Linked DNA regions of Sus scrofa: all the other regions are linked to region 1. The links are chromatin contacts, called in public Hi-C and HiChIP or PLAC-seq maps. All regions are on one chromosome and are shown on one strand. The core of a region is the stretch at or near the end of the contact, and the rest is flanking DNA. Distances in the headings are between cores, read along the strand shown. Region 1 holds the start of SCAF1 (splicing factor, arginine/serine-rich 19). Region 2 holds the start of ALDH16A1 (aldehyde dehydrogenase family 16 member A1). Region 3 holds the start of PTOV1 (prostate tumor-overexpressed gene 1 protein). Region 4 holds the start of FUZ (protein fuzzy homolog). Region 5 holds the start of PTH2 (tuberoinfundibular peptide of 39 residues).

What was found. Hi-C and Micro-C count contacts between places; a contact is called where the count stands out from the background. HiChIP or PLAC-seq counts read pairs in DNA pulled down with a chosen protein or histone mark.
Region 2: a contact with region 1 is called in a Hi-C map of liver, with 3 times the contacts expected there. The contact joins the promoter of ALDH16A1 here to the promoter of SCAF1 in region 1. A contact is called at or near these places in 2 of 5 promoter capture datasets (fetal liver and fetal skeletal muscle), 6 of 47 Hi-C or Micro-C datasets (embryonic fibroblasts, heart right ventricle, liver and 2 more) and 2 of 2 datasets of contacts at active chromatin or transcription factors (alveolar macrophages and skeletal muscle).
Region 3: a contact with region 1 is called in a Hi-C map of liver, with 2.9 times the contacts expected there. The contact joins the promoter of PTOV1 here to the promoter of SCAF1 in region 1. A contact is called at or near these places in 1 of 47 Hi-C or Micro-C datasets (liver) and 1 of 2 datasets of contacts at active chromatin or transcription factors (alveolar macrophages).
Region 4: an H3K27ac HiChIP or PLAC-seq map of alveolar macrophages shows a contact between it and region 1. The contact joins the promoter of FUZ here to the promoter of SCAF1 in region 1. A contact is called at or near these places in 1 of 47 Hi-C or Micro-C datasets (heart right ventricle) and 1 of 2 datasets of contacts at active chromatin or transcription factors (alveolar macrophages).
Region 5: a contact with region 1 is called in an H3K27ac HiChIP or PLAC-seq map of alveolar macrophages. The contact joins the promoter of PTH2 here to the promoter of SCAF1 in region 1. A contact is called at or near these places in 1 of 5 promoter capture datasets (fetal skeletal muscle) and 1 of 2 datasets of contacts at active chromatin or transcription factors (alveolar macrophages).

Annotation. Positions count from the first base shown.
Region 1 is chr6:54,682,952-54,688,306 of Sscrofa11.1, forward strand. It overlaps SCAF1 (splicing factor, arginine/serine-rich 19), which reads left to right and starts at 2,386. Exons shown (of 12, transcript XM_003127346.5): 1 at 2,386-2,817. The coding sequence starts at 2,761. RRAS (ras-related protein R-Ras) reads right to left here and starts at 1,763. Exons shown (of 6, transcript XM_003355998.3): 1 at 1,573-1,763. The coding sequence starts at 1,725.
Region 2 is chr6:54,527,379-54,532,362 of Sscrofa11.1, forward strand. It overlaps ALDH16A1 (aldehyde dehydrogenase family 16 member A1), which reads left to right and starts at 2,161. Exons shown (of 18, transcript XM_021094740.1): 1 at 2,161-2,335. The coding sequence starts at 2,246. It overlaps PIH1D1 (PIH1 domain containing 1), which reads right to left and starts at 1,379. Exons shown (of 9, transcript NM_001244978.1): 1 at 976-1,379; 2 at 606-672; 3 at 55-234. The coding sequence starts at 1,065.
Region 3 is chr6:54,862,144-54,867,259 of Sscrofa11.1, forward strand. PTOV1 (prostate tumor-overexpressed gene 1 protein) reads left to right here and starts at 3,449. Exons shown (of 12, transcript XM_003127351.5): 1 at 3,449-3,819. The coding sequence starts at 3,649.
Region 4 is chr6:54,827,754-54,832,829 of Sscrofa11.1, forward strand. FUZ (protein fuzzy homolog) reads right to left here and starts at 2,672. Exons shown (of 11, transcript XM_003127337.4): 1 at 1,423-2,672; 2 at 1,043-1,164; 3 at 434-518; 4 at 107-175. The coding sequence starts at 1,533.
Region 5 is chr6:54,503,042-54,508,588 of Sscrofa11.1, forward strand. PTH2 (tuberoinfundibular peptide of 39 residues) reads right to left here and starts at 3,108. Exons shown (of 2, transcript XM_003127313.4): 1 at 2,530-3,108; 2 at 1,830-2,041. The coding sequence starts at 2,741. The coding sequence ends at 1,867. GFY (Golgi-associated olfactory signaling regulator) reads left to right here and starts at 5,206. Exons shown (of 3, transcript XM_021094736.1): 1 at 5,206-5,547. The coding sequence starts at 5,372.

The DNA of each region.
Region 1 (5,355 bases), core at 1,136-3,635:
ATTTCATATCGTCTGCGCATAGTAGGCGCTCAGTCACTGGGACCTTTTGCCATCCAGCATATCTGCATGTGTTCTTCCCCCTTTCTTCCCTCTTTTTTTCTTCCTCCTCCTCCTCCTCCCTCTCCCCCTCCCCCTGGGCAGCTTCCAGTGTCTCCTCCCAGGGGAAGATCCCGGTTCCAATCCGGCTGCTGAGACGCTGCCCCGCCCGCAGGCGGGGCCCCTCCCTTCCTGCCTGGGTCCCGGCCGCCTCCATCCAGGCCCTGGGCCAGCTTTGGGTCTGCCCCTGGGTGCAAGGGGCCCAGGGCTTGGGGCCTTTCTCTACCCAGACAGGAGCTCCCATGCACGCGCTGTCTGGGGTCTCTTCAGGGGTCTGGGGCCCAGGGACCTCAGGGGTGGCATCCCTGGAGCAGACACCTTTCTAGGGTTTCTCCCAGGTGGGAGAGTTTCCCCTGGGGAAAGGGGTGGAAGTTTCCTGGGCAAGGGTGGATTTTCAGAAGAGAAGGGGTGATCTGGCAGCTGCTGGGGGTCCGAAGGCTGCATCCTGCCTGTCGTGGAGGGTGCTTGGTAAGGGGCAGTGCAGGGGCCTGGCCCTGGGGGGTTTAGGGGTGTGTCTGCAGAGTAAACCGGGAGAAGCTCAGGTGGGCGAACTGGGGGCTGGAGAGCATGGGGGAGGGTTGTCATAGAATATAAGTACATGTCTAGAGAGTCGTAGAGACCTGGAGATACATTTAAGAGGTCAGAGAAACTCCAAAGGAGCAGGTCTTTCTGGAGGTGTCAAGACTCTGGGGGCTTCTTCCATGGAAATGATCTGGGGGCTAACCAGAATTTCTGAGAGGGGCTCAGGAGATCAGAGTGGAGGAAAACTCACGACGGAGGAGTGGATGGTTTTCCTTGAGGAAGGGTAGGGGTCTGGATCTGGTGGGATGGGGGATCCCCAGAACTTGGAGTCTTAGTGGGAATGGCCAAGGGGCAGGATCTTTTTGCAGTCTCTTGGGTCTGAGGGGGTCTCCCTGAGGACAGGGGTGGGATGGAGTCCTAGATGGATCTCAGGGGCCAAGTCTGGGCATAATTTCTACTTTCTGGTGGAGGTCTCTGAAGGGGCTAAACAGCCAGGTTGGGGTAATGTCAAGGGCATTCTCCCAGTTACTGAGCGGCTCAGAGGGGAAGCTGAGGTCAGGGATTTGGGAGAGGTAGGGCTCAGGGTGCGAGGAGGTGGCCCCGAGCGGGGTGGGGGCCCATGAGAATGCTTAGGGTCTAAATGGGTTGACTCTTCTGGATTTAGGGTGCTCCCAGGAGGCATCCAGGGTCAGGTCAGCAGAGGAGCGGGGCTTTGGATACTTGGGGTAGGGGTGGTGGGTCTCAGGATACAAGGACAGGAGGAAGGTCCCTCATGTAGGGGGTGGAGGCCCTGAGGGGCTCAGGGTCACATCTGAGGGGACATTTTTAAGATTAGAAAGCCTCATAAGAGGGTCTCAGTGATGGATGGAGGGGAAGCCGGAGTCTTGGGGATCCCGCCAAGGGCTCAGGTCTGGGTGGGTCCCGGGGGCACCCCCCGGGGTGAAGGTCCACTACCTGGATGAACTGGATGGTCAGCGCGCTCTTGCCCACGCCGCCGCCGCCCACGACCACCAGCTTGTGTGTCTCGCTGGGTGGGGGGTCCCCGGGTCCCGGCCCCCCGCCCCGGGGCCGCCCCCGCCCTGTCCCGGACGCCGCCCCGCTGCTCATGTCGCTGCCGCTGCCGCCGCTACCGCCTGGGGCGGGGGGGGGGACCGGGCGGGGCCTAGGGGCGGACCACGTTAATAAGGGTACTGCATAAACATGAGCTCCAGCAAGAAGGGCTCCTTACTTGGGACACTTAGAGGCAGGCAAGACCTGGGAAAAGGAGGAGCTATGCTAATACGGATAGGAGTACGGCTGTCGCTGAGAAGGGGAATTCCGAATGGGGCGGGAACATGCTAATGAGAGAACTGTGCTCACCCCGAGCAGCGCCACGCGCTCTCGGCTGGCGGGCCGGGGGGGCGGAGCCATGCTAATAAGAGTTCTTATTCTCTTCGTAGACGGGTCCGGAAAATCGTTCGGGGTGGGACTATGTAAATGAGAAACCCTGTGTTGCAGCTAGCTTCTCAGGGTACCGTCCCCGAGGCCTTGTTCTAGTAGGCGGGGCTTGAGTCTTGCGCACGCGGCCGTATATAGGCGCGCTCTGAGGAAGGAGCGAGTCCTGAGGGGAAATTAACCTCTGTCCTGGGACCCAAGCCAAGCTCCCGACTCTGGCATCTGGGTTGGGTGATGGAGGCTCCGCCCGCTACGGGACCCAGGCTTCCGGTTCCCGCTGTCCCAGCCTAGCGGAAGACAGACTGGGAGGGGAGATGGGGCCCTGGAGGGGGGCCAGCGGGTAACCGGGAAGGGAGGGGCCGTGAGATCACTGCATTCCTAATTCATGAGCCAGCTCGCCCAAGCGGGGACGCCTGGGTTATGAAGGGTCTAGGGTCAGGATTTCCGAGTCTTGAAGGAGGAGAAAGCCCAGGACCCAGACCCCTGGGTCGCAAGGAGAGATTGTGACTGGAGGTTTGGACTCCTGGGTCCTGGAAGGAGGAGTTCTGGAGGTCCTTGCTTCTAGATTGCTGAGGGCCCGGACTCATCGGTCCGAGGGCTGAAGGAGCGGGGGGACCCAATATTCTGGATCCGAGGGAATTGGAATGGGGTACCCGAACCCCTGTGTTCGCGTAAGGCGTTTGAGACCAGGAATGGTCTGAGGGAGGCATGAAGGCCCGACTCCTGGATCTAAGAGGAAGGAGGGCTCGGACTTCTGAGGGAAATGTGAGTCCGGACCCCTCGGCTCTGAGAGGAATCGGATTTGGATTTTTCTGTTGTAAATGAGGAGGAAGCTGTAGGGCCGGGCTTCTTGGTTCTAAATTTAGAGAGAACTTGGGCATCAGGATTCTGGGATCCCCAGAATGTGGGCGGGGCAACTTCCAGCCAGTCCTGCTTCCCCCCCCCCCACGGCTCACTCCGCGGAACTACAACTCCCTTGCACCTGTCAGGCTGAGCGCTCTTTACGGCACTTCCTTTTCCGCTGCTCTTTCCGCGCGCGTGCAGGGCACTATGGGGCTTAATCGCGCGCTACCGCAACCCCGCCCACTTCACCCCTCATCCCCTCGCAGTCCCCGCGCGGCGGAGGCGACGCGCGGACTACGTCTCCCGGCGTACGTCGCGCGCACCCGGCCCATCTGCCCCGTTGACTGCTGGGAAACTGAGTCCGAAGCCTTCCCACCAGCCTTCACGGCACGGTGCTCGGTACTTGAAGTCCCGGCAAGCTCGGCGGCGTTTTAGCTCCTCCTTTCTCCTCCCTTTGCTCGCGAGCCCCGCCCCAGCCCGCCCCGCCCCGCGCCGGGGCCGGAGCCGCAGCCCGAGCGGCGGGGTAAGATGGCGGCGGCGGTCCGAGCGGCGGGGCTCGGGCCTATCGGGGTGGGCGGGGCGGAGTCGGGTCGCTACTTGTCCCGGGGTCCTCCCGACACGCCGCGGGGCCTGGAGGGCTTAGCGGGTCGGCCTTGGGCCCGGTAGCGGCGGCGGAGCCTGGCGCCGAGCGGGGGGCCTTCTCGAGGCCCCGGGACGGGTCTGGGGTGCCGGGGGGCATGGACCGGGCGTCTCCTAGAGGACTAGGGGCGTCCACAGGACCTGGACCGAGACTGAAGCCTGCCCTCCGTCATATAGCTGGCTTGGGTCATTTCTGTAGGCACTGTTGAATGTCTTTATAGGCTGACCCGAGGCTAGAGTCTGTTTGGAGGGTTCTGGGGCCATCTTGAGATCTTGAGATATGTCCCAGGGGTGAAGGAGGTCTGCAGGAGCTGGGGAGTATCTGCAGAGCCACCTATGGCTGGGGTATATCTCCTAGGGCTGAGCAGTGTGTACATGGGCTGACCTGAGAATGCGGCTCACCTACATGGGTCTAGGGCCATTTAGCCAGGCCATGGAAGAACAGTTCCAGCGCAAGGAAGTCTTTTATAGCCATTCAGAGGAGTGGGATGTACCCACTAAGGGAAGGAAGCAAATACTGAGATGTGCTGGGAGGCTTGGATGGGTCTCCAACTGTCTGGGGAGTGTCTAATCTGGGTGACAGGAGACTGGGGACAGTTAGAAGGACCTGGAACCATCTAGGTGGCTTTGAGTGTGACTGCAAGAGTGCAGGCTCTATGCCTGGAGCAAATTCGAATGCCTTTGGGGGCCAGATAATCGGCCAGGAGAGTAAGACAAAGGAACGTATTGGAAATTTTGCCCAGCTCAAATATACTTGCCCTTTAGAAAGTAATTCAAATGCAAAATGTTAAAAAATTCGGGGTGGCCTTGGGGCTTCAGAGAGAGTTAGTCCACCTTGGTCTGGGAAAGTCTAGAGGATCATCTAGACTTCGTCTCACGCCAGTGCTTTTGAAACGCTTTTGACCTTGATCCACAGTGAGAAATGCATTTGTACACTGAGACCCAACATACACCGTCCTATGTGTTAAACTAATACTCCAATCCTGTTAATTACTGTTTCCACTTACTTGGGATGTGTTGCGAAGCATCTTCTACTGTGTTCAATCTGCCTTTATAACAAGCTATTCGTGAAGCACTCAACTGCTATCAGACTGTAGTTTGGGAACCTGATCCAGAGGGACCTGGCAGGGTCTGCCGAGCCTTCTTGGGTCGAAGAGACACACCCTCTGCAAAGCATGGGGCTCGTCTAAATGCTCCAGGGGGGATCTTCCTACCCAGGAGGGTTTGGAGATCTGTGGGTCTGTACTCAGCACATCTTGATTAAGCTTCTGTGATGTGACAGACACAGTTCTCTGAAGCATGTGCTGCTTCCCACCCCCTACCCCCACCCCCACCCCAGAAGGCAGAGAGAGCAGCTCCAGGGCTGGGAACTGTCCAGAGGGCCTCTTCAGGGTGGGTTATGTCTGTGGCGGTTAGGGAAGGAGCTGCAGGCTCTTAGAGAGCTGGGCGGCTGCAGGGGAGAACTTTGCCATCAGCTTGCAAATCTGTGGTAGGAGGGAGGCCAGGACTGAGGTCTTTTTTTTTTCTTTGGTGGGGGCAGGTGTGCCCCCTAGGGGTGTGGGGAGCCAAGTGGGGAAAACCTGGGCACGAAAGCCTCATAGTAATAGTTACCCGGTCAGAGGTTAGCCCTGCTTTCATGTCACACAGCCTTTCTCGGAGTTAGCTGCTCCTATTGTGCCTGCTTCTAGATAAGCACCTCGAGCTGGGGGTTAGGGATTTTGAAGCTTGCTGGTGACTGTGGGACCAGATGATTGTTTTCAGAGGAGGAGAACTGACGGCTTCGGGGAAGCCTACAGCCCAAATAATTGCATTTCCTGAAGC
Region 2 (4,984 bases), core at 911-3,410, 160 kb before region 1:
TTGGGAAGAAAGGACCAAGAGGACTAGATTCCTGGGGCCTCTCAAGGCACTGACTTGCATCCAGTTCGGCATGCGGCTCTCCCAGACTCATGGGGATGCGGAACCCGGCTTGGTCCTCCTCCAGCATTTGAAGCAGCTCGTCCTCAGTCAAGTCAGCCGGAGGAGGGATGGAGGGAGAGTGACAGATGTTGATGAAAACCTTGCCTTCAGATGAGTTGGTCTTTATGCAGAAACCTGGAGCAAATGGGTTTGGCCGTGACCCTCTGTTGCTGCCTGGATCTCGGGGTCCAGCCTTCTTCTGATCTGTCGCCCTCCTTGAGTATTAGTCCTCCACTCTCTGGGGCTGTTCCCCTCCCCGCCCTGGAATTTCTGACTACCTTTGAGTCTTCGTCCCGCTGGTCACACCTGTCCTCCCTGCCTCTCTTTGGCTCTTGGCCCCTTCCCTGCTCTCTGGGTCTCCATCACTCCTCCCGCTCAAAGCCTCTCTACCCCACCATTACTGTTTCTCCTCCCTCCCTCCTCTTCCTGTGTCCCCTGCCCCCCAGTCAGGGTCCACCTCTCTCTGGGACACTATCTCTTTCTCTTTACGTTTCTGTCTTTCTCACCAGGTTGAGGTTGTATCTGTGTAGATTCTGGTCGGCTTGTTTGGGCTTGCTGGAGCTCCTTGGAGGCCTGTGTGAAGGAAAGCAATTTTCAAGTTTGGCCTTTGTGCTATCAGAACCCCCTCATTCGTTTCGCAAATGTTTACTGAGCAATTTTTATGAATACTAGCCAGGCAGGGCATAAGACATACTATGGCCCCTTCCTACCTTGAGGAATCTGAAGAACAAGCCCAATTTTGCTCCCATGTCTTCCAGAGACTAGCAAACTTGAAGGTAAACAACTACAATTCCCGCACGGACGGACACACACACACACACACACACATATGTATTCCCCGAATCCCCAGGGACCCAGGAGTGCGTTCAATCGCACCTGCAGCAGCAGCTCCTCGAAAGGCGTCGTCTCCGTGCCCATCGTCTCTGCTTCGTTTAGCTCCGGCACCAGCAACGTCGAGTCGGCCATGGCCCTGGGGGAGAGACCTTGGCGTCCTCAGCAACCCCGGCGTGGGGGAACCATCGGCGGGATCTGAACTCTGAGACTAGTTCCTGGGCCCTTAACCAAATCGCGACACCCACTATTCTGTATGAAAACCTGAGAATCTGGCCCGAGACACTTTCACTCAGACCAGATACTGTCGTCAAATCTCTTAAGAGCCAGTGTCTCTAGATGCTAAGTCCTGCGTGCCAAAGGTGCAAACTACAGCCACTCTTTTGATCCCTGCGTAATCAGGAACTTGAGTAAGTCACACTACCCCAACGCTTCATCAATCCTGCAACTGTATTCCGTTACCAATCACAGACCAATCTAGTCCAAGGCTGAAGCCACGCCTCTCATCTCAACCAATCAATACAAAGTCCTGATAGTCACTAAATGCCACACTTCCTGCGGGATTCAAGCCACGCTTCCGGCTCCTTCCGGATAGCCGACTCCGGCCAGTAGCTGGGCAAATCTGTCACACTTTAAGAACATTAATTTCATGGAGTTCCCGTCGTGGCGCAGTGGTTAAGGAATCCGACTAGGAACCATGAGGTTGCGGGTTTGATCCCTGGCCTTGTTCAGTGGGTTAAGGATCCGGCGTTGCCGTGAGCTGTGGTGTAGGTTGCAGACGCGGCTTGGATCCCGCGTTGCTGTGGCTCTGGTGTAGGCCGGTGGCTACAGCTCCGATTGACCCCTAGCCTGGGAACCTCCATATGCCGCGGGCGCGGCCCAAGAAATAGCAAAAAGACAAAAAAAAAAAAAAAAAAACATTAATTTCAGTGTCCATCCTAAGACTCTCTTTTGACCTCTGAACAACCACCTCGTTCCAGAACTAGATTCTATTCTCGATAAAATGTATTTAGGACTAAAAACTGCAATTCCGGTATCCAACACAAACAGGATAGCGAGACGCTGGAGCTCTCACAACTATTTGAAGTCACTCACACTTTCGTTCCCCATTCGCCCCGCTCTGAGGACTGCGCATGATCCAAACTACACTTCCGTGCGCAGACCCATGGGCGGGGTCACCAGGTCCTGGGCGGGGTTACGCTCTATCTCCCATAGCCCCGCCCTTTGGGTAGGAGGGGGCGGTGCTACCCTTCGGACCTCGAGGTTTCCTCCGGCAGAGCGCCCTGCAGTCGGTGGAAAGCGGCGGGGGAGCGCGATGGCCGAGACGTGTACAGGATCCCGCGCCAGCGAGATCTTCACCACGCTGGAGTACGGACCCGTGCCGGAGAGCCACGCATGCGCACTGGTGAGGGCTCGCCCGGCCCGCGCTGCCCATCCCCCTCCCCAGTCTTCGGAGCCGAGTTTTGCGCGCGGACTCCCACGATCCACCGCGGCAGCTCAGTAACTCCGCCCCTCTCAGCTCCCGCGATTCCCGCCACTCCTTAGGACCCACCCCTGGAGGATGGTTTGTTGAGCTTCTTAGAGTTGCTGCCTCAGCCCGATAGTCTCTTCTCATGAGGCCCAGTGGCTGTCCCGTTACATGGTCCAGAATTCACGGTGGTGCTTCGCCGAGGGTGCTTCCGAGAATCCCCCGAGGGGGTCCTGTGATTCATCAAGGCCCCCTCATAACCTCCCGCGATTCCCTGGGGGGCTCCCGTGATCTTCCGAGGACTCAGAACCCACGTGTAGACTTACCGTTGATTCCTCAGAACATCCTATGGCTCCCGAGTTTCCCCGGAATTCCTGGAGGGGCTCCCTTGATCAACCAGAGACCTCCAAAACCTCCGCGGAGCCGCCGTGATTCCTCAGGGTCACCTCAATACTCGTGGGGTTCCTATAGTCTCGGGAGTTCTCAGAACCCCAGAATACATCAGAACTTTCTGTAATAACCTTCAGCCCCTCAGAATAACCCCATGGGGCTCCCGCGACCCCTCCGTATTCTTCAGGACTTCCATAAGACTCCCGTGATCCCTCAGGGTCCCCCAAGAACGCTCTTGGGGTTCCCTATAAAAGTAGGGTGCCTCGAATTTTCTGTAACTACCCTCAGCATTCCCCCACGGGGCCATCATGAAGGCACAGGGCCCTCTAGCGCCCGGGCGTGAGAAGCTTGGCCTTTCCTGGAGGGAAAGAAGGAGGTTGGAATAATGGTGAGACCAGAGCCTGCCGTAGGCTCTGGAGATGGAGAGGAGGGAGTGAGGCAGAGACGCAGGAGGGACAGGGTTTGCGTGTTGAGAGGGCAGGGACAAGGCCGCGGGTCTGTGGCTGAAAATGTGGCCTCGGATTTAAGTCCCAATTAAGTCCTCGGAGACAGTTTTAAGGAAGGGAACAAAGAGCTTTATTGCTTTGCCACGCAAAGGAGGACACAGCAGGCTGATGCCACAAAACCATGCCCTGCCTGGAGAGGGGATATCAAGGAGTTTTACAGGTTTAGCTCGGGAGTCAGGGTTATTGATTGAGGGGTCCTTGTTACTCGCACCCATAGATCATTTCAGTGTCATCAAGGCCGGCATCAGCGGGTCCCGTGATGGTTTCTGGTTGTCTTCGTGCTTATCATTCCTTGACCTCTGTGGACTGAAGATTGCTTACAGGGAAGGGGTGTTAGTGCTTGAATTAGAAGAGAAAACACTAGGCGCAATATAACTCTAGAAAGTAACCGTGAGTAAAAGAAAGCAGTTAGCAAGGAAGAGATCATTTGTGAAAAACCGGACACTAGGTGCAAGATAATTAGAAAGTATTAGGAGTTCCCGTCATGGCTCAGTGGTAACCCGGCCAGTATCCGTGAGGACTCAGGTTCGATCCCTGGCCTCGCTCACTGGGTTAAGGATCCAGCATTGCCATGAGCTGTGGTGTAAGTTGCAGACGCAGCTCAGGTCTGGCGTGGCTGTGGCTGTGGCCAACAGCCACAGCCCTGATTCAACCCCTAGCCTGGGAACTTCCATATGCTGTGGGTTTGGCCCTTAAAAAAAAAAAAAAAGAAAAAGAAATATATAAATAATAGAAAGTAAATATTAGTAAGAAGTTAGTGGGCCAAGGTAGGACATAACATAATGGAGACTGTTTTAACTGGTTTTATTTCCCAATCGTTAACTCTTGAGTCAGCCTTTTTTTTTTTTTTTTTTGTCTTTTTTTTTTTGCCTTTTCTAGGGCTGCACCCGTGGCTTATGGAGGTTCCCAGGCTAGGCGTCTAATCAGAGCTGTAGCTGCCAGCCTATGCCAGAGCCACAGCAATGCCAGATCCGAGCTGCGTCTGCGACCTACACCACAGCTCACGGCAACACCGGCTCCTTAACCCACAGAGCGAGGACAGGGATCGAACCTGCAACCTCATGGTTCCTAGTCAGATTCGTTAACCACTGAGCCACAACAGGAACTCCTTGAGTCAGCCTTTTGAGACTGAGGGGAGGCTAAAGGAAAGGTCTTTTGCTTCAAAACCCAAAGATTTAGGGTCTGGTACATGGTTTCCGATCTGGCTCAATCCCTGTCCTCCCACCTCACTTTCCATGATGAACCCAGAAGGAAGAGGGTATCAGAAAGGTTGGGAAAGGGCCCTGGGCTTGGTTATCACATGCTGAGAATGAGAGAGACCTGAGGACCTCAGGTCACGTGCAGGAGACAAATGCAACTGTGCTTGGCCCTCCAGTCTGGAGACAGGGACCTCATAGTGGAGAGATAATTGAGGAGTTCCCATTATGGCGTGGCTGAAACAAATCTAACCAGTATCCATGAGGATGTGGCTTCAATCCCTGGTCTCATTCAGTGGGTTAAGGATCTGGCAGTGCCATGAGCTGTGGTGTAGATTGGCAGCTGCAGCTCCAATTTGACCCCTAACCTGGAACTGCCATATGCCAGAAAAAGAAGAAAAAAAGAGAGAGAGGGATAATTGAATGGTGGGGAAGAGCTCCCGCTGTGTCTTGGGAGCTCTGGGACATGGGTTAGATCCCCAGCCCTGCATGGT
Region 3 (5,116 bases), core at 2,199-4,698, 180 kb after region 1:
CACTTCTGTACAAGCAAAAACCTTGATACCACTTCACCTTCTCTTTCACTTTCTACCCAAGTCCTTTAGGCTCCAGCTTGAAAATAAATTATGCAAGTGACCCCTTCCACTGTGGCCACCTGCCTGCGATCCAGCCCATCTCTGCCTCTCACCTGGACTCCTGCCAGAGTCTCCTCGCTGCCCTCCTGCTCCCACTATCCCCTATGATCGTATTTTTAGTGTAGCAGCCAGAGGGATCCTTACAGAAAGATTTAAATATTTTTTAAAATTTTTAATTTTTTTTCCATTTTTTATTATTACTCAAATGAATTTATCACATCTGTAGTTGTGTAATGATCATAACAATCTGATTTCACAGGATTTCCATCCCACAGCCCAGGCACATTCCTCCATCCCCCAAACTGTCTCCTCCGGAGACCATAAGTTTTTCAATGTCTGTGAGTCAGCATCTATTCTGCAAAGAAGTTCCGTCTGTCCTTTTTTCAGATTCCACATGTCAGTGAAAGCATTTGATGACGGTGTCTCATTGTATGGCTGACTTCACTTAGCATGATAGTTTCTAGGTCCATCCATACTGCAAAAAATGCCGGTATTTCATTCTTTTTAATGGCTGAGTAATATTCCACTGTGTATATATGTACCACATCTTCTTGATCCACTTCTCTGTCGATGGACATTTAGGTTGTGTCCATGTCTTGGCTATTGTAAATAGTGCTGCAATGAACATTGGAGTACATGTGTCTTTGCGAGTCGTGGTTTTCTCTGGGTAGATGCCCAGGAGTGGGATTGCTGGATCCCATGGTAGTTCTATGTTTAGTTTTCTGAGGAATCTCCATATTGCTTTCCACAGTGGTTGCACCAATTTACAATCCCACCAACAGTGTACGAGGGTTCCTTTTTCTCCACACCCTCTCCAGCACTTATTGTTTGTAGACTTTTGGATGATGGCCATTCTGGCTGGTGGAAGGTGGTACCTCACTGTGGTTTTGATTTGCATTTCTCTAATAATGAGTGATGTTGAACATCTTTTCATGTGTTTCTCGGCCATCTGTATGTCTTTTTTGGAGAACTGTTTAGATCTTCCGCCCATTTTTGGATGGGGTTGTTTGTTTTTTTGGTATGGAGCTGCAGAAGGTGTTTATAAATTTTGGAGATGAATCCCTTGTCCGTCGATTCATTTGCAAAGATTTTCTCCCATTCTGTGGGTTGTCTTTTTGTGTTGTTTAGGGTTTCCTTTGCTGTGCAGAAACTTTGAAGTTTGATTAGATCCCATTTGTTTATTTTTCTTTTTATTGTCAATACTCTGATAGGTGGATCTGAGAAGGAGATTTAAATATTTAAAAAATTATTTTCTGGTAGGTGAACTTTGCATGTGGGAAGAATCCCAAACCGTCTAAAGGAATAAACTGACTCTGCTTTCCACCCGTGGGACCCCTTTCCCCCACTTCTGCTGCTGCCTTCTGTCCTCAGAGGTGACTCTGGGTGCAGCTTCTTCTGTAGAGTTGTAGAGACATTGTATGCATGATGCTATGCCTTCTGTGAATGATTTGTTTAAAATGTAAATGGGACTGTGCCACTTCTTTGCCAAAAACCTTTTGGTGGTTCCCAAGCAAGGTGAGACTAAAGTCCAAATACCACCCCAAGGCACCTGGCCACTCTCCACACTTCCACAGCGCTGCTCTACCCTTACTCTGCTCCAGCCACGCTGGCCTCCCTCTTCTGCCACTCTCAAGATTTGTGCCCCTCATTTTAGCACACTCTTCCAGCCCAAGTGGAATTGCAGGCTGCCTAATGGTCACTTTCCTGACTTCTCATGGTCACCACCCCACTCTCCTGTGTGTTTGTTCTCTTTATACCACTTAACCACAAACTGCGATTACTTTTTTACAATGGACCTGGTTTGTTTTGGTCATCACAGTATACTCGTTGCCCAGCATAGAAGTGGAAACGGTGCTACTAATGGTTTTAAAAGGAGAAAAAGAAAAATTACCATTTTAGGTCATTACTGTACCAAATACCTTTCCTAATATTTTATTTTATTTTGGTCTTTTTTTTTTTTTTTTCTCTCTTTTTAGGGCCGCACCCGCGGAATATGTAAGTTTATAGGCTAGGGGTCTCATCGAAGCTGTAGCCACAGCAACTCAGGATCCGAGCCGCGTCTGCGATCACAGCTCACGGCATCGCCGGATCCTTAACCCCCCGAGCGAGGCCAGGGATCAAACCCCCATTCCTCATGGATGCTAGTCGGGTTCGCTGACCGCTGAGCCATAAGGGGAACTCCCCTAATATTTTCTTTCTTTTTTTTTTTTTTTTTGTCTTTTTGTCTTTTTTGTTGTTGTTGTTGCTATTTCTTGGGCCGCTTCCGCGGCATATGGAGGTTCCCAGGCTAGGGGTTGAATTGGAGCTGTAGCCACCGGCCTACGCCAGAGCCACAGCAACGCGGGATCCGAGCCGCGTCTGCAACCTACACCACAGCTCACGGCAACGCCGGATTCTTAACCCACTGAGCAAGGGCAGGGACCAAACCCGCAACCTCATGGTTCCTAGTCGGATTCGTTAACCACTGCGCCACGACGGGAACTCCCTATTTTCTTAATTCATTTGTTCCTCATAACCGTTTGGGGTTAACTATTACCCACGTTTAAGAAACAGGGAAATTGAAACAAATCTTACACAACTTCTAGTAAGTGAATACGCAGTCGTTAAATTCTTGAGTGAATGAGAGAATCAATGAATGAATGGTTAGTTATTACCCACATTTAAGAAACAGGGAAATTGAAACAAGAAATCTTACACAACTTCTAGTAAGTGAATACACAGTCGTTTAATTCTTGAGTGAATGAGCGAATCAATGAATGGCCCTGAAAGGCGGGTGGCAAGAAGCCGGAGGAGGTGCGGAGGGAGGCGTGTGGAGCCTAAGGCGCGGGGGCCAGTTGGCACGCAGATATCACTGGCAGTGTCTCCCAGGGACCTCTGGCTCCGCCCATACCGCGCGGGGATCGCTGGGAGTTGTGGTCCCTGGCCCACCTAGCCACGTCACAGCCTTCAAGTCCTCGCCTTAGGCCTGGTACGATCCGTATCCCCAAACTTCTACGTAGGTTCCGTTGCCCCCAGGTCTGTTACTCCTTCCTCCCCCTTTTCCTGATGTGTCTTGATATAGTCTCCCGGCTCCGAGGGTCTGGGACTCAGGGTACGGTCTCCCGGTATGTCACCCCCCATCCCGATCTTGGTATCGTCCTCTACGTTCCTCTCGCCCCCCCCGTGACGCTTCGGCATGGTCTTTCCTGCCACGCCCCCGCCGAAGTTGTTTCTTTCACGTCCTCTGGGTCCCTCCCCTTCGGCCCATAGTATCTTCCAATTGTCGAATTCCCCGCCCCCCACACCCTCTCCTTTTCCCGGGGCTCCCCTAGCTCTATTTTGGTACACGCCGGCCACGCCCCCTCGCAGACGCTCTTGGTAGGCGCCGCGCTCCCCCGCTCACCACAGTGGTTTGGCCGCAGCAACCCCTCTCCAGCGGCGCGTCCTCCGCGTTTGGTACAGCCCAGCCCGTCTCCCCCGAAGCCGCGCGCCCTCGCCCCTCAGTCGGTGGAACCCGCAGCCCCCCGTGCGGCCCGTGGCAGCCCCCAGCCCGCTCGGCCCACGCCCGCCATGGTCCGTCCGCGCCGCGCCCCGCACCGCTCCGGCGCTGGGGGCCCCCTCGGGGGTCGCGGCCGACCCCTGCCGCTCCTCACGGTGCGCGCCGCCCGCTCGCGCTCCTGGCCCGCCAGTCCCCGGGGTCCGCAGCCGCCGCGGATCCGGGCTCGCTCGGCCCCTCCCATGGTGAGCCCCCCGCCCTTTTTCCAGAGCTTTCCACGGCCCCGCCCCCGCAGGCCCCTCTCCCCGGCAGGCGTCTTTGTCCGCGACCCACTTCTCTTAGGGGTCTTTCGGGTGGCCCGAAGGCTGGTCCCGCCTGGGGCCGGCTTCCCCCGTGAAACCCCTCAGGTGGTACGCGCCGGTCTCTCCCCTTTGTTTCGCCTTCGGGCCGGGGTGGCGGGGGTGGGGTACGGGGGCGGGGAGCGCTCAGATTACTGCTGACTCCGCGGCCTGATTTAAACGCGGGGTGGGGGGCGGGCAGCGTGCGCGCTTGTTTTTCCAATGGGAAAGTTGTTCGCTCTCCCGGCAGGAAATCTGGAAATGGGGGAGGGGGTTGGGGGACGGCGGCGAGTGGGGGCTTCGCGTCTTGCACTCGCGCGCGCCCAGGTGTTGCCCTCGGGGGCGTTCTCCTCGGGCCCACGCGCCCCTCCACGGCGCCCGTGGCGTGTGCGCCCAGGATTTATTTGCACGCTCGCGCAGATGTGGGATGCCCCTACCGATCGCTGCAAGTCTAGCTTTGCAGGCTTCGACATCTAGCTTCGCAGGTACCCTAAGTTACAGATGCTTCGCCAGCCATGAAACATGCATACACTTCTCAGAAAGCTCTATAAGGTTTTCTGGAGCGGTAAAGCCACATCTCAATGCTTCACGGACTGCCGAACCGTGACACTCTCGCGGGGATGCGCGTTCTATCCTGGCGCTCAAGCTGTCTTAAAACATTCTGCCCCGGCGTTGTGCTTGGCGGGGAGCTGTGGCAGGTCTGCATGAGCCTTAAAAATGTGTCATGGACTTTTATACGTAGCCATCCGGACTCTGAACGTCTGTCTAAATTTAAAAGTAATCCTTCCCTCCGCCGCCTTCCCCCTTTCTTAGCATTTGTGTCTACTGGTTCAGAAGCGCCTCCTGAGTCCTTAAACATGCACCCTGAGGCTTCTATCCTCCCTCCAAGTACTAAATGGGCTTCCTGTGCAGTAAACAACACATCCCAGGTCGGAGAAACAGCCAAATCGTGCCCTCCCCTGCCTAGGTGTGAGTTCTCCTGTGGGATCGCACTTAGGTCTCATCCTTAAACGTGGTCCTGCATCTTGATGCGCTTTCTGCTCTTCCAGGGGAGACCTGAGCTTAGCACCCCTGGTCTTCATATCCCAGATTCAGACGTGGTCAGCGGGGTTTCCCATACGTGTGTCTCTGGAGCTCACACCGACTGGGTCCTTAAGTGCGTCCACCTGGACCCCAAAGGCTCTTGCAGTCGTGTGCCTTGAGT
Region 4 (5,076 bases), core at 1,422-3,921, 150 kb after region 1:
ACCCACAGGGTAAGTCTGCCCCAGGGGATTCTGGGAAGTGTAGTTCCCAAATATCAGTGACCAGGTATCCTAACTTTCCATCCTCATGGCCATCCTGCAGGCTTACCCTCAGCTCCTTCTTCAGTCTCTCTATGTTGCGGATATTGGTTAGTTCTTCAAGTCCCACAAGAAGAACCTAGAAGAACCACACAGGAGAATAGGGGCCCTGGACAATGGGAATAAGAGAGAAGGGGCTGGGACTCAGATTCTTGTGTCTGAGGGAGGAGGAGAATGGGTATCTAGACCACTCCTTAGTCCGAGGCAGGATGGACTGAGGGTCAGGGTTCCTGGCTTCCAGAGGAGGGTGCTGGGGGTCTGGACTCCTGGGTCTAAGGGAGATGGATGCTGAGCCCTGAGATTCCTGGGTTTGGGAAAGAGGGTTGGGGGGTCTCACCATCGCCCCAAACACCATCTGGAGTAGTCTCTCCAGCCTCAGCTCCGAGGTGCCCTCTTCGGATGACAGAACAATGAGCGTGATGCTGTGAGCAAGGAAGATGAGAAGGAAGACATGAGTCCAAGCCCAGGAAACAGGCAGGGAGCAGAGTAGGGTCTGCCTTTGATCCTGGATGTCAGCCACATCACATCCCAGCAAAATGTGCTTCTCATGCTGAGAAACAGGGTTCGGAGTTCCCAGCGTGGCGCATCAGAAATGAATCCGACTAGGAACCATGAGGTTGTGGGTTCTATCCCTGGCCTCGCTCAGTGGGTTAAGGATCCGGCATTGCCGTGAGCTGTGGTGTAGGTGGCAGACACAGCTCGGATCTGACATGGCTGTGGCTGTGGTGTGGGCTAACAGCTACAGCTCCGATTGGATCCCTACCCTGGGAACCTTCATATGCCACGGGTGCAGCCCTGAAAAAAACAAAATAAAAAGAGAGAGAGAAACAGGGATTGGGACGTAACTAACAAAGAGTCCACAGTCAGGTAAAGAGCTGGATGGTCTCGGGTCATCTTTAAAAGGGGTTTTCACCCTGGCCCTGTCCCCAGGATACGGCTTGGAGACCTGTCATGGAAACTTTTCCACACCACGGTTGTGTCCTCTGTCCTCGCAGAGCTCAGCTGCACCTCGAGGTTCTGCCCAAACATGTGAACTCCATTGAGGGAACCGATGACAGAGAATGGGAGCTGGGGAAAGATGGGAACATTAGACAGGAGCCTCCAATCCCCTCCTCGAGAACAAGTTACTGAGGCCCTCATCCCCCTCCTCTCTCTAGAAGCCCTGGCCACTCCTCTTCAGGGAACCAGGATCCCTGGTCAGTTGCACTCTGGACCCTCTAAACGCAACTCTGAATCTTCCCCAGCCCCTACGGGTTTGAAGACCCAGAGTCCAAGTTTCTAACCCCTTCTATATCTATTTCACAGAGCCAGGCGCCCGGGCCCCACCTGTTGGCGGGCGGGGGCGCCGCCGCGGCTGCTCCTGCAAAACAAGGGTACCCCGCTGGATGCCGCGAGGCATAGCAGATGTACCATGCCCTCGGTCCCCTCCTCCCCCATCTGGAAACCCGCCTTCCAGTCCCCTCGTGGGGACAGTCAGTGCCCGCCTTGTAGCATGCCCGTAGTCACACTAAATCGGGCTGCAGTCCAAAGCCGCCAAAGGGCGAGATGGGCAGCTGATTGGAAGGGGACTAGGTTCCCGCTTTCTTCATCCAACTCAAATCCATCGCTTAACCCCTATTCCAGCACTTCCCCCGAATCCCGCTAGGCTCTTCCGCCCCAGCCGGAAGTCACAATACCCCGAACAAAGATGGAGGCTAATTCTATTTCCGAAGTTTTGTAGGCGCTTTTTGAACGGGTTTCCCTCTATTTCTTTAATAAACAAAACGAAGTGCTGGGCTTGGAGGTAGTGACCGCATCAAGGCCGTTGCCTAGTAATCATCATATAGATTAGTACGTTTCACATTCGTAATTGATAAACAGCGTGGCCACACTCAAAGATGGCGACGGTGACAGGGCGTTGCCTAGCAACCACCCTGGTTCAGAGGTCCATTTTGTAGCTGTAAACACTAACCCCGCTCAGAGATAGCGCCAGTGCCTGGCGTTTCGCAGCGCCCACGACTCAGTCCAAGTTTCCTTCTAAGGCTGAGCAGCTGTGCCCTGCTCAAAGACGGCCGCAGGACGAATCCCTAGCAACTTTCCTTAGAGCAAAATCAAAACGACACTCTGCCCCCCCCAAACCTTGGGGATGGTTTGGTCCGGCGAGCGTTGCCTAGTAACCACCAGACGAGAGGGTTGCTTTTATTAGAAAAAGAAAGATGAAGTGCTTTATTTTCCAGAATCATAGAAATATTGTTTCTCATGAGTTTATACATGAAAGTGTATCGTGCAGAATGTGAAAATATTTCTTCTAAAATCCTTTCCCTAAAATATGTTGAGAGTTTACCACATAATCGCATTTTCACAAATACGACTACTATACTAACGTTGCTTTCAAACTTTTTTCTATCAAATCATATAAGTATACATTGTCTTTTAAAATTTTATGTATTTATGTATTTTCGTCTTTTTAAGATGTCCTATTATAACCTATATTATGGATGTAACAAAAAAATTTAGCTGATCCTATAGTGACATATATTAGGCTCTTAACTCCCTGTTTAAAGTGATAAATTAAATCATCACTGAGTTATCAATTTGATTGATCTTTTCTCTTTTGTGAGAATTTACCTTCATTTATCCAAACATATATTAAAATATATTGTGATAGGAGTTCCTGTTGTGGTGCAGTGGTTAACGAATCCGACTAGGAACCATGAGGTTGAGGGTTCGGTCCCTGCCCTTGCTCAGTGGGTTAAGGATCTGGCGTTGCCGTGAACTGTGGTGTAGGTTGCAGACGCGGCTCAGATCCCGCGTTGCTGTGGCTCTGGCGTAGGCCGGTGGCTACAGCTCCGATTCAACCCCTAGCCTGGGAACCTCCATATGCAGCAGGAGCGGCTCAAGAAAAAGGCAAAAAGACAAAAAAAAAAAAAAATATATATATATATATATATATATATATATATAGTGATATTTAAAATTTTTTTCTTTTAAACGTTTTGCCAGCATTCTGGATTTGATTTCTAATAGCTGTGAAATATTAAGACATTTTAAGATAATAATGTCTGATAAGAAATGTGAAGACAGGAGTTCCCGTCGTGGCGCAGTGGTTAACGAATCCGACTAGGAACCATGAGGTTGCAGGTTCGGTCCCTGCCCTTGCTCGGTGGGTTAACGATCCGGCGTTGCTGTGAACTGTGGTGTAGGTTGCAGACGCGGCTCGGATCCGCGTTGCTGTGGCTCTGGCGTAGGCTGGTGGATACAGCCCCAATTCGACCCCTAGCCTGGGAACCTCCATATGCCTCGGGAGTGGCCCAAGAAATAGCAACAACAACAACAAAAGACAAAAGACAAAAAAAAAAAAAAAAAAGAAATGTGAAGACATTCACCCTGCATATTAAATTACATTAAACCTCTAGAGGAATAAACAGGTGCATAAAATAACAAATGAAGCTAAATGTCAAATTCTCCCCATAGTTCCAAGCATCTCTTTAGTCCACTTATATTTATTGTGACTACTATTGTATTTAGATTTATTTCTACCATTTAATTTTTATATTTCTTGTTGTTCTGCCTTTTAAAGATTTTTTTTCCTCCTTTTTTTTGGCTCTGCCAGTGGCAGGTGGAAATTTCCAAGCCAGGGACCAAACCCACACCACAACAGCAATCAAAGCCACTGCAGTGACAGTGCCAGATCCTTAACATGCTTCACTACAAGAGAAGTCCACAAAAGACGTTTTGAGATAAATTTTTTTTGGGTCTTTTTCTAGGGTTGCACCTGTGGCATATGGAGGTTCCCAGGCTAGGGGTCCAATCTGAGCTGTAGCCGTCAGCCCACACCACAGCCACAGCCATGTCAGATCCGAGCTGTGTCTGCGACCTGCACCACAGCTCACGGCCAACACTGGATCCTTAACCCACTGAGAGAAGCCAGGGATGGAACCCGCAACCTCGTGGTTCATAGTCAGATTCCTTAACCACTGAGCCATGACAGAAACTCCAAGATAAATTTGATCATGGATTTAAGTGTTTGACCAGACTAAGAAATAATTTTTTTTTTTTTTTTTGGTCATTTCCAGGGCCTCACCTGTGGCATATGGAGGTTCCCAGGCTAGGGGTCCAATCCGAGCTGTAGCCGCTGTAGCTGTAGCCACAGTCACAGCGACACAGGATCCCAGCCTTGTTTGCTACAGCTCACGACAACGCCAGATCCTTAACCCACTAATCGAGGCCAGGGATTGAACCCGAATCGTCTTGGTTACTAGTCAGGTTTGTTAACCACTGAGCCACGATGGGAACTCTAGATGGCAGGGTGGTGGTGGTGTTGTTTAGCCACACCCAAGGCTTATGGAAGTTCCCAGGCAGGGATACAACCCATGCCTCAGCAATGTCCCCAGCCACTGCAGAGCCAATGCTGGATCCTTAACCTGTTGCACCACATCAGGAACTCCTGGGGGATTTGTTTTCAAAGGGTTCAGCAGGAATTCCTGTTGTGGCATACGCTGGTGGTAATAAACTCAACTAGTATCCATGAGGATGCAGGTTCAATCCCTGGCCTTGCTCGGTGGGTTAAGGATCTGGCATTGCCGTGTGAGCTTTGGTGCAGTTTGCTGACCGGGCTCAGATCCTGAGTTGCTGTGGCTATGGTTGTGCGGTAAGCTAGCAGCTGCAGCTCAGATTCAACCCCTAACCTGGGAACTTCCATATGACACAAGTGTGGCCCTAAAAAGTAAAAAAATACCTAAATAAATAAAATGGTTCAGCAAAGGAGTTCCCTGGTGGTGCAGCAGGTTAAGTATCCCCTGTTGTCACTGCCGTGCCTTTGGCATTGCTATGGTGGGGGTTTGACCCCTGGCCTGGCAATTTCCATATGCTGGAGGTGCAGCCAAAAGAAACAACACCATAAAACGTTCAGCAAATCAAAAAGGAAAAAGATAAATGTGACAATATAGTGATACTGCTGAGTGTGCAAAGCAACGCACCCTTTTTCCCTGAAATATATCG
Region 5 (5,547 bases), core at 1,858-4,357, 180 kb before region 1:
GGAGAAGCAGCAGCTGGAGCTCTGAGCCTTGAGTTCTCAGTTTGGAGATGGGTGTCTGGGGTCCTGAGGACGGGAGTAGAGTGAGAAGGGAAGAGTTCTGGGCACCACTTGTGAAAAGCCTCAAATGCTAGGCAAGAGATCTAGGGAGGAAATACAGGAGGAGCACAGGCCAAGATCCAGATACTAGGCCCTCCAGAAAAGAGAGGATGAGGCTTCTCACAGGGTTGTTGTGAGGTTGAAAGAACCAATACATCAGTATTTGGAAGCGTGCCCAAAATATAGTAATTGCACATAACATTTTAATTATATTTCTCTATGAAAGTAGTGGAATTGTCTAGACTTCTCAACTTGCATGAATTTGGGAGTTCCGATTATCTTACTGGCCTTTGCTAGTGCTGACAACTTGGGGAGATTACTCCTGACTTTCATAGTCTTGTTTATTTGTAAAATTTGGCCAACTGCAGATGGTTGGTGGTTAGAAATGCCCTTACTCATAGTTCAGTATTTCCGAGTAACGGGAAACAGGCCCCACCCCACAGCCTAAGGGCCAATAATAGCACGGTCCGCCTCTCGGAATGCAAATTACGGGAGAGTGTGCCAATCACAAAGCGCTGGCCCGGCCCCCTCTCCCAAAGTCGGCGCGCCCAGCTCCACCTTCTTCTCTAGACCAATCAGAGCGTGGTCCGCACGAGCTGCTCCCTGGGAAAGCTGTTCAGAAAGCTCAGCGCCTGGTTGTGAGTGCGTTACCATGGTCACCACTGAGGGGTGGGGCTGAAGGTCTGGCGGAGCCGAGAGAGGAGGAGAGAGAGAGAGAGAGGCAGATTCTGATTGGCTGCTTCCTCGCTTCTTTCATGGGTGGCCCAGGTGTTTCCCAACCTTCGCCCCATGCCTCCCGGATCTTGACGCTGGTCCCCGCTCTCCTTTCCTCCCACCCTTCGGGGCGCCCAGATGATCCCCCGGGGAAGGCGAAGTTAGAAAACCCTGAAGAAACTGCCGCACGCTACCGCGAGGAGGAAACCTTTTTATAATGAGTTTTGCTTTGTGACGAGTCCCGTGCTAGTCTTCTCATGGTGTGTCTGGTTTAAGTCTCAAACGGGAAAAGGAGGCTAGAAGATTAGAAGCCCTTCCCAATTGCACAAGATAGCTTTAGGGGAAGCTGGTCTTGAATGGCAGATGCATCTCTAGAGCCCGCCCCCCCACCCCACCCCCACACACATCTTCCCGCTGTGTCCAAAGAGAAATGGGAAAGTGACGGGAGCAGAAAGAGCGAAATTCAGAGAAAATAAGAGATGGGATAAAAAAAGACGGAGACCTAATGTAACAAAGAAAAGGAAGACACAAAGGAGTCAGGCAGAGAAAAAAGAAGGTGGGGGAGTGATTTAAGAATGGAAGGAAGAGTTTTAGGCAGAAGACCAGAGAGAGGAGAAAGATCCCCATAGGGCCGGGAAGCCGGGAGGGTGAATGAGAAGTATAGAGACTCAGAAGAGGACAGAGACCCAGAGAAAGGGGCAGTAAGTCAGAGAGGGACAGAGATCTGGGAGGTTGCAGAGAACAAGAGAAGAAAACAGATTCCCAGGAACGAGGACAGACACGCATGGTGGAGAGGAACAGAGGCCCAGAGTGAGAGGAAGGAACAGTGCTGGGGCGGGGGGACCGGTGATGTACAGCAGAGACAGAGAGAGAGAGGGAACGCGTGGAGAGAAAGATGAGAAAAAAAAGAGAGGGAACTGAGAGACCAGACACCAGCGTAGCTGATGCAGGGCCTTCCTCCTTACCCCCCCCCCCCCACACACACACACTGGACGCACAGGAAGGAGACGCTATCCGAACAGCAGGGTCTTTATTAAGGTGGGGCGGGCAGGGCGCTCAGGGCGCGTCCAGCACCAGCAGCTTGTGCATGTACGAGTTCAGCCAGTGGCGGCGCTCGAGGGCGGCCAGCAGCCGCGCGCGCTCCCGAAAGGCCGCGTCGTCCGCCAGCGCCAAGCTCCGCCTCGACTGCGGGGTAGCGGGACCCGCCCAAGCCCCGTCGGGGGTGCGGAGTCTGCGGGGAAATGGAGAGAGGTTACCGAGTGTCGGCGCCCCCCGGCCCGCCGCCCGCCGCCTGCAGCCTCCTGTCCTCCTCTCGGGCTAACTGGAAGCCCTGTTACTGCGCCGTCTCTCTCTGTCCTCCCGTCTCTCTCTTTCTCTGTGTGGGTCTCTGTCTCTATTATGTTCACCAGATTTGGAGCTGCTTGAGTACAGAAATCGAGTCTGATGCACCTGTCCGGTCCCAGCACTCAGCGCATGCCTGGCACACACCGGAGACCCAATAAACGCTGCTCAAGAGACAAATCTGTTCCTGCTTTCAAGTCTCTCAAAGCCCTTCTCAGAATCCTTTGGTATCTTTTTCTTGCTCATTCTCTGTCCACCCCGCATCTCTGTCCTCCTCCCTCTAGGTCACTGTTCCACTGAGTCCCTCCCCATTCTCTTTGGGTCTCTTCCCACCACTGAGTCCCCACCCCTTCCTGAGAGACCTGGACATCGCTGTACCTGAAGACCCCCGCGGGGGGCAGGGCGATTCCTGAAGCAGCGTGGTGGCCCCAGGGCACAAGCAGCAGGAGCAGCAGCAGCAGCCGCACCCGGGGGCTCCTGGGTACCTGGTGGGTCTCCATCACCTGTGGAGAGACAGGAAAGAGCTCAATGAGGCCCATGTTCTGGCCCAGAACCCCTGCCCCACCATCCAGCCACTCCCAGCAGCCCATTTGCAGGCCCCCCCTCCTACCGCACAATGGGCTCCGCAGGCAGCGAGGCTGGCAGCCCCCTTATATCGCTTTCACAACCCCCGCAGTGGGCAATGACGCAGACCAGGGGGCCGGGGGCGCGGGGTCAGCCCCCCTCAGGCTCATTAGGAGCTGCCAGCGGTAATGAGCCGGGGGTGGGGGCCTCACCGCTGCCTTGGCGGCCACCCACTAATTGGGACCAGGAGCTGGGACCCGAGAGAATCGGGAGGGGGAGAGACAGACAGACAGAGAAGTGGACACAGGGGGTGTGTCAGAGGGATAAAAATAGAGGCCTGCGGAAGGACCATCAGAGCAGAAGCCAGAGATGCAGAGAGAGAAAGAGAGGGGAAGCAACAGAGGAGGGACTGATGAGGAGAAGCAGAGAAACAAAGAGATGAAGTAACCAGAAGAGGGAAGGACAAAGAATGACAGAGAAAAGGAAAGAAAGGATGAGAGAAAAGAGTGAGGAAGGAACCAAGAGAGCCAGCTAGAGATGGAGGGATGAGGTAAAGTGCTCTCAGAAAGGCAGAAGGACAGAGAAGGACAGCAGCCTGGACAGAGCTATCCAGCGATAAATCCAGGCAGGATGAGAACCTGGATTAAAGATAGTGTGAGAGGAGTTCCCTGGTGGCTTAGCGGGTTAGGGATCTGCCATTGTCACTGCCGTGGCTTGGGGTCATGGATGTGGCATGGGTTGGATCCCTTGCCTGGGAAGTTCTGCATTTTGCAGATGCAGCAGGCGTGAGAGATGGGGGGTGCAAGAGAAGGCAAAGGGTATGTGTGGAAGTGGGTGTGACCGCAAGTCTAGTGCTGGCAAAATCCGGGACGTCTTAGAGACACGGCGAAGAGGGGTAAGAGACAGAGAGGACCTGACTACCCTGAGGATGTGTCCAAGGCCTTCCCGGGGGAAATTTGGATGTGGTGTGAAGGTAAGGCCCAGATCCCCCAGTTGGATCTTAAGACATGGCTCTCATAATGGAATGGTAGGCAAAGGAAACCCCAAAGGGCAGTAGCAGTCTAGGTCTGTGATTGACAGGACATGGGAACCTGGCCTCCTAGTTCCCCAGAGAGGAGGCCTGGGGACCTGGATTTCTGGACCTGAGCAAAGATGTCTTGAGGTGCGACTCCTGGGTCTTGAAGTGAGAGACTAGCAGAGACCTGGATTCTTGCGTTCAGGCTTAGGAGAGGGCAGAGAGCTCGGCCCGTGCTTTGCCACAGAAGGCAGCTTGATTGGCCAGATCCAGTCCCTAAGTCCCTTCCCCAATCCAGAGTCAAAGTCCTTTACCTCTGTCCCTTTAAAAGCCCAAGCCTGTTGCTAGGCTCCCAGCATCCCCAGGGAGGGGGTCAGATGCGTCACCTGTGCTCCTGGGACCCCACCTCCTGCCATCCCGCCCAGAGCCATTCTGCAGTAGTCACCGATCTCCGTATCCAGCTCTGCTCACCTGTTGTTATCTTGGACCCCACTGAGAAGGTAAGAGCCCCCAGAACCCCAAGTGATCCTGTCCCATTTGGGGATCTGCCAGCCCCACCTCGACCTGACCACAGACCTAGGCATCTCTGCTCTCAGGCCAGCCCCTGAGACCTTGGGACCCCAGCTCCATCCTCAATAAGCAGAGACCTGAGTCCTGCCCCACAGCTCTCTCCTCCCAAAGGCTGAGGAATCCAGACCCCCACACCCCTACCTCCAGGTGACACAAGGCTCAGAAATCCCAATCTCCTTCTAGCTCAGAGCCCAAGAGTTCAAGACACCCATTTCCTTTCTCCCCTTAATCCATCGCCTCAAGCTTTGCTCCCTCAAGTCTAGGCATCTGAAACTTCAGGCCTCTCCTTTCTAAAGTATTAGGGTTTTTGTCGTTGAAAAAGAAAGAAAGAATTAGGAAAGTAGCCCCACCAGGAACCAGGAGTCTGAATCCCCAGCAGCCACTTTTTTTTTTTTTTTTTCCTTTTGTTTGAGCTAGCAGGCATGTGGAAGTTCCTGGGCCAGGGACAGAACCCAAGCCACCACAGCAACCCATCTCACTGCAGTGCTGCAGTGACAACGCCAGATCCTTAACCCACTGCACCACAAGCGAACTCCTCCGAAGCAGCCTTCTTGAGAGTCTCCCTCCCCCACTCCCAGTTCCAGGCTTTAGGCCCCCAGCACCCCAGCCCCCAGTTGTTCCTTCTGAGCCTCCTCTAATGTAAACAACTCTTGAATCAAGCTGTCCCCAGGGCCCTTGGGGAGGAATGGATCCCGTGTCCCCTCAGAGGTCTACACCCTTCGAAGCCAAAGTCGAAGGGGTCTAGGGGCTTGAAAAGTTGTCATTCTTTCCCAATTTTCCTGAGGATCCCCCCCACACCCGCCCCCGGGAAACGGGAAATCCCAAGAAGCCCCGCGCCTCGGTCTCCCTTAGCTACGGTGGCTACCGCCCCACAGGCTTCAGGGAGTTGCAGACGGCCCCTCCTCCTTAACCTGGCGCCTGGCAGTGCGGGGACTGGGTCTACCTGGGGACCAGTGGGCGTGGTCTCCAGGAGTGGGCGTGGCCTCAGGAGACGGCGGAGGTTCCCGGGCGTCTTTTGGCCTTAACTCTTTCCTTCTCGCTCCTCCTGTGCTATAGGTACCTCCTGGAGCTATGAAATCCCTCAGCCCGATCCTCTTCCTTGTCTTCCTCTTCGCTGGGCTGGGTTCCAAGGCCGCCCCTGCAGCCTCACTGCCTTTGGGCTCTGACTATCCCGGGATGGGCCACTCCTCCCAGCCCTCCCCTCGGGCTTCCGAAAATTCCACTCTCCGTGGGACTAGCCCAGAATC